Regions from separate parts of the Zea mays genome. Here region 1 is linked to region 2. The links are chromatin contacts, called in public Hi-C maps. All regions are on one chromosome and are shown on one strand. The core of a region is the stretch at or near the end of the contact, and the rest is flanking DNA. Distances in the headings are between cores, read along the strand shown.

The links. A called contact is a pair of places that touch in the nucleus more often than the background predicts.
Region 1: a Hi-C map of tassel shows a contact between it and region 2, with 2.6 times the contacts expected there. The contact joins the promoter of LOC100191482 here to the promoter of LOC100281604 in region 2. A contact is called at or near these places in 2 of 25 Hi-C or Micro-C datasets (ear and tassel).

What each region holds. Positions count from the first base shown.
Region 1 is chr4:31,101,553-31,104,620 of Zm-B73-REFERENCE-NAM-5.0, reverse strand. LOC100191482 reads left to right here and starts at 1,458. Exons shown (of 3, transcript XM_035967216.1): 1 at 1,458-2,665. LOC100274932 reads right to left here. Exons shown (of 2, transcript XM_035967222.1): 2 at 451-915. The coding sequence ends at 839.
Region 2 is chr4:30,748,389-30,751,740 of Zm-B73-REFERENCE-NAM-5.0, reverse strand. LOC100281604 reads right to left here and starts at 1,944. Exons shown (of 6, transcript NM_001353168.1): 1 at 1,869-1,944; 2 at 1,043-1,765; 3 at 158-285; 4 at 1-61. The coding sequence starts at 1,535.

The DNA of each region.
Region 1 (3,068 bases), core at 209-2,708, 350 kb before region 2:
GCACCTGAGCTGCTGCTGCTCTAGTTCTGGCTGCTGGACAATTCAAGTGCTGGCAAGTGCTGGCTCAAGTGTTGGCTGTTTGTCTCGGTGTGCACTTGAGCTGAGCCTGTTTGTAAATTGTTTGGAGAACTGTCCAGCTGTTTGGAGATGACAACAGTGTAAATTCAAGGACGCCTGTTGTTGGACTTGCTCCAAACAGGCTCAGCTCCCAAACATCTCCAAACAGTTGCTCCAAACAGTTGTTAACAGATCGACTTGCTCCCAGTTATCAGATAATGAACTGTCCAGAACTGTCAGTTAACACATTGTAAATACGATAGAATCTGTCAATCTGTTCAGAATCTGTCCAGAACTTCCAGAACTGCTCACAATCTGTCAATCTGTTAACAACTGCTCTAGTTCAGTTATTAATAAATGAACAGCTCAGCAGATCAAAAAACAGATAACAAATGAACAGATTGTTGGTCTCAACTGGGAATGCAGCTCAACAGTTCTATGTCAAATCTTACACTTCACATGGTCTCAAATAACACATAGTTCACACAACATATTTCAAATCTTACACTTCACATGGTCTCAAATAACACATAGTTCACACAACATATTTCAAATCTTACATATCAGGTACTCATGCCTTCCTTTTTTTTTGGTGTGAACTTCTTTTTAAGCATTCTAGGACCAGTGCCATGGCATGATGGAGTAGTTGGAAGATTTGGCGCTACACTGGATGGTCCTAGTAATAAAAGAGGTCTTCCACCTTCTATACTTGGCGCTGCACCTTGTGTTTCTAAAACAGCGGATGGTCCACCTTCTCCACTAGGAGCTGCACCTTGTGTTTCTAAAACAGCGGATGGTCCACCTTCTCCACTTGGCACACTTGAAGATTGGATGCCACTAACTGACACAAGTACAAGGCTACTACAAAATAAAATTTTAATTAGTCATTATACTCCGACATTAAAAGCAAAAGAGTTATAAGTGAAATGTACCTATCATATGTAGACTTCGGAGACGGAATGTCACCACCTATATCTAGTGTTAGCACAAATTATTACACATAATGGTCAAACATATTTTGAATATATGGCGCTGCCGCGGCGGCGATAGAACTTGGGAGCTGCCCGGATTGAGCACCGCGACGCCGTGACAGAGGGGTGGGGTGGGCAAAAGTTACCTGCAAAGGGGAGGAGTGGCAGACGTCTTCGCAGTTCTATTCCAATGGCTTGCACGACCCTCTGGATGAACCCACTCACTGCCGGCTGCCGCACATTCGCCTGGGTACGTAAACGTTACAGAGGGTAGGGGATATGTCAGCGGACAGGGGAAGAGGGAAGGGGGAAGATCACCTGCAGAGGAGGAGGAGTGGGGTTAGTCGTCGCCGTCGCCGGCCAGGCCGTGAAGATCGGTGGCGGCGGACACTGAGAGCGCGAGGAGAGCGGCGTTCCAGAGCCAGAGAGCAGCAGAGAGCGGACACTGAGAGCTCGATATGCTTCGGTTAATGGAGGGAGAAGACGGCGTTGTGAACGGCCGTAAGGGCAAAATCGGCAGGGAGCAACACGGGCCCACCTACCAGGTACGCCAGAAGCTGTCGTGACCTCTCCTGGCGAGTGACAGCGCTTGAGCGACCCATTTTTACGACCTGAGCTAGCGCAGGCGTATTTTGCAGAGCGGCAGTTTAGAACGACCTATTTTGATAAATTCCTCCCGTCCATCAGGTGCTGCTGCGATGCAATGAACAGCGTGATGCAATGGGGTGGGTCGAAATGAGTTCTATGGGCTGGGTGGAAATGGGTTTCGATAGCTAGCGGGCCGGGGCGGGTTGGGTTCACTGCGATGCGGGTTGGGGCGGGTCGGAGTGGGTAGGGCCGTAGGGCACGTCGGGTCGATCTGCCGTCCGCTCCCGGCTCCCGCAGAAATAGAGCGGCAACGCCGCCGGCCCGCGGCCCGCCGCCGCCGTTCCCGCGTGACCTTCTCCAGCGAGGCGGCGACGTCCGTTGATCCAGGTGCGCCTCCTCTTGCTCTCCTCCCCTATCTATTCTCCGCATCATCCCCTGCCCTGCTGAAGTAGCGCCCAGCTCGTATTTCACCGCCGCCGCCGCCGCCACCCTGGCCGCCGGGAGTCGCTACCACCGGAACCCGTGCTGGATTCGCGCTGGTACCCCCCCACCTTCTTCTTGGCGCCACATAGCTTGTACTACATTCTGTAATTAACTGAGGATTTTTGGGTGCTCGATCTGTTTTACAATTGTAGCCCTATTCTCTCTCCATTATTATGAAGATTGGCCCCCAGTGCTGCTAGTCTCACTTAGTCTTCTACAATTTTGCACGTACATATACATATGATCCATTTTTATATAAGTGTAAGCAGTAAGTTACAAGTTCAAAAATTAGCCAAGTTTAGTGACAGATAGTTCACTCTGAACTCTGAAGGACAACTCAAGGAAATTAAATTGTAGTTTTCTTTCAGTTCAAAGGATCCTCATATCTGCCCTGATTCGACACCAGGTTCTGCGACTTCCCTTGACTGGTGTGGTGGGCTGGTGGCGCGCTTGCGTTCCTCTCTTCACAGGCCCCTCGGTGCGCAGTGGTGGATTTGTCCTTCTGATTTGCAGCTCTGACGACAGTGGGACCACTGACCGAGAAGGCAGCAATTCGTTGGGAGCAGGTGAGTTCATCATGTTCTATCACTTTTCCTCCTTTAATTTCTTCCCATCCTGTGAACTGTGTGCTCCTGCTCCGTTAATGGTGTCACTGATTGCTACAAAACCTAGATGGCATGCCTTGTTATGTTTTTAAAACAAAATTTACTTGTATCCACATATTGTTTTTCCCCCCAAACGGCAGGTACAGACAAGGTTTTCAAGTCGTTAAGTCGAGTCGACAAGGTACCGACTTGGTGACTAGTCGATAAGTCAGTCGACTAGTCGTCGACGTGCCAATATAGTGGTTGTTTTGCCTATATAATGGCTTCATATAGACAATATAACACTTATATATGAAGAAAGAGCATGTTTTACCTCATTTGAAGCATGAAATTGAACTAAACTGAAATAAACAGCAAGTCTTAC
Region 2 (3,352 bases), core at 695-3,194:
GACCGCGGTACAGTATAATGATGTTTATGCTGCGGGATACGACTTTGCCGCCTGTTTTATCCTGCACAATGTGTGTGCACCAACATGAGGATATGACACACACCGAGAGAAGAGCACGAGTCCTAGTACACTCAAGCATGTAGTACCGTATTATGACCTCGAGATGGAAGCAAATGTTGTCCATGTCGAGCGTTGGCACTCCCAGACATTTGATCCTCACAGCCTCTGCACGTTTCCAATGGTTGTGGATGTCATCAAGCATATTGTGTGTTACCCCACCTTTCCCTGGGAGCATGAAACATCATTTTTATACCAGGGCATGCAATTTTTTATCTATAGCCCCAAATGGTGCAACAGTATATTCTGAAGAACAATGGTCTTTCGATGCAACACAGCACATGTGTTTCAACCTACAATATGGAATCGGATGTAGTTCTTTATACTACTCACTCCGTCCAAAAATAAAATCTGTTTTACCTTTTAAGTTGATTCATACAATAATTAATATATTTGTTTTATATATGTGTCTAGATTTATCATCACAAAAATCAAAAGCTAAAACAACTAATATTTTGGGACGGAGTGAGTATGATTTTAGCGCAAACTGTTCAGAACACCAAATATATGATCAAAACATAACTAACTTTAGAAATATACTAAAAAAATTGATTAAAACACACCTAAACATTGACCAAACACCATTTTCTCCATATCCCCTGAACTATGAATTTCTACATCCATTTCACAGGAAAAACTGATTCCTACTTCTAGGGCAGTGGGGACTTTCCAGAAACCTATAAACGTGGATAATAGACGAAGGAAATCGGGGGAGCATTTGGATTACATGAGAATATTTTCAGAACTAGTCCAAACCATGTTGCAAGTGAAATACTGGGTCTCAGCCCATTTCACGAAAATAGTACCTGACTGTGGATAATCAAACAACAATACTCAATAATAGTACTGTAAACATATATCACGCAAAGCATCAGAATTCAGAAATAGACACCATTCGGTACTGGAAGCATAAAAAAAAACTCACCCAAATTGATCTGCCGTGAGCAATCACTGTGCCGGTACCTCTCCACCAGCGCCGCCACCTCCTCCTCCGACAGAGGTTCCCCGAGAACCTCCTCCCGGATCCTCTCGTCGCCACTAGCATAATCGCCGACGCGTGCCGCGGCTGTGCCGTCCCATGGGCGGTCGAGGCGGCCGGGGCCGAAGGGCGAGAACCGGGTGGGCTCGCGGAAACCGATGGGCCTCCATGTCGGGTCTGTCTCCGAGTACGAGTACCGGAAGTCAAAGGGAAGGTCGGAGTGCGCAGGCTCATCGGGCCTGATCTTGCCCGCCAGGGCCTTGGGCTTCGGCGGCGGCGTCGATGGCGCCCGAGGTGGGAGCTTAGGAACCCGCGTGAACGGAGGGTCGTCGTCGTCGGGGTCAAAGGAGGATGAAGAGGAGCGCAGGAGGCGGCCTGCCAGGGCCTGGGCGTCCTGAGCGGGGCGCCGCCATGGGAGAAGCTTTCGAGGAAGAAGCATCTTTTTGATGAGCTTATTGCAAAAATGAGACTACCAATATGGCCGTTTTCACTTTTGTTCATCAACGTTGCACTCTTTCAGATATGGGACCGAGACACACTCACACACACTTGCCTTAAGCCCTTAACGCCGCTCGTAATCTGCTGGACCGGAGCTGGAGTCCCTCATTTGCCCTTGTTCTTTCTCGCTCGAGCTCTCTGTCTTCGGCTCTTCGCCAGCGAACGCTCCTCCTGCTCCTCTTCTCCGCCAGTCAAAGATTTGCGTCCAGAGAAAAAAAAATACAAAGCAATTTGAACAAGCAAATTGTGTAGAAAAAAGCCCGTCAGACTCAACCTGTAGGTCACGGTCACCCCAGTCCCCAGCCAAGGCAGCCGCTCAGGCCTGTTGCCCTGTTGAGCTGATAGGCAAGGCCACTGTTATGAGAATATGCAACTGCTTGTCGCCGGATGCCTGGATGGATGAAAGCTGCTGCAGCAGTAGCAGCCGAACGGGGCTGCGGCGGAGAACGGGGCTTCAGGCTGGTGGAGAGCGGGGCCGGCAACGAACAGCTTCCTGATGGCGGAGGGCCTGGCCGACGGCTAGCAGCTGGTGGAGGCCGGCGGCAAGCAACTGGTTCGGTGGCGGCGGGCTATGTAATGTTCGATTTTTTATGGGGTTGGCCAATTTATTGAATAAACTCTATGGTGTGTAATGATGGATAATACCAGTAGTATCATATTGGAAGTTCAAAGGTCTTTTGACTTGACTTATATGGTGGGAATTATTTCACTTAATTTAAGAAGTCAAGAAATAGACAACGGCGTGCCACGCGCGCCGCCGCCGGCCGGGCACGGGCGAGGCAGACGCGCGGGCGGGCGGTCGTGGGGTGGTTGTGTTAATTTTTAGCACTCATTAATCGCGGGAGTTTCAACTCCGGGTTAAACCTTTCAGTAGAGGAGAAGGGCATGTGTCTCTGAAGCCCCTGCCGTTCGAGACCTTGCACGGGGGATCAGCAATTAGGTTTTTGGTGAGCGTTTACGCGACTGCCCAAAACATATTCTTCCTGACAACATGACAAAGGGAAGCTGGACAATGATCTGGATCATCAGAGCGCATGGGAGGGTATGATCAGTTTATTTCCTTACTGTTTTACGTTCTGCAGATTATATATGTTTCATATATTTATTTGTGTTGTTTTATATGTAGCAATGATTTTATCTCATCTATTCTGTCATATTATAATATGTTATATCTGTCTGTTTTAATTTTACAGTCATGCTATTTATGTTTCTATCTGTTTATTTTCAATTGTTCAGTCAGTTTATATGCTTATCATATTTATATGATTTATATGATTCATATGCTTTGTGTTCTCATGATCCATATTGTTATGGATATATTTGAGATCACGATTTCTATGATTAATTATTTGTTATATGTCATCATCATAATGTTAATTTATGGAATTAAAATGATATGAAAAATGTCTATAATTCTAACAATCCAAAAACCTAATGTTAGGCATTTTTCTGTCAGATTTAACTTCTGAAGATGAGGCTAAGTTTAAGGCTGAAGACAACCTCTTTTGAGGAGCAGTAATTAGCGCACTTGATACAAAATTCCAGAAAAGCTATATCATCCTTTCTACAGGGAAAGAGCTGTGGGATGCACTTGTTGGAAAGTTTGGAGTAACTGACGCTGGTAGCGAGCTGTATCTCATGGAGCAGCTGTATGACTACAAGATGGTTGAGAACCGATCTGTAGTGGAACAGGCTCATGAGTTCCAGGCACTAGCTAAGGAACTCGAACTTTTTTCTTGTCCTTTGCCTGATAAGTTT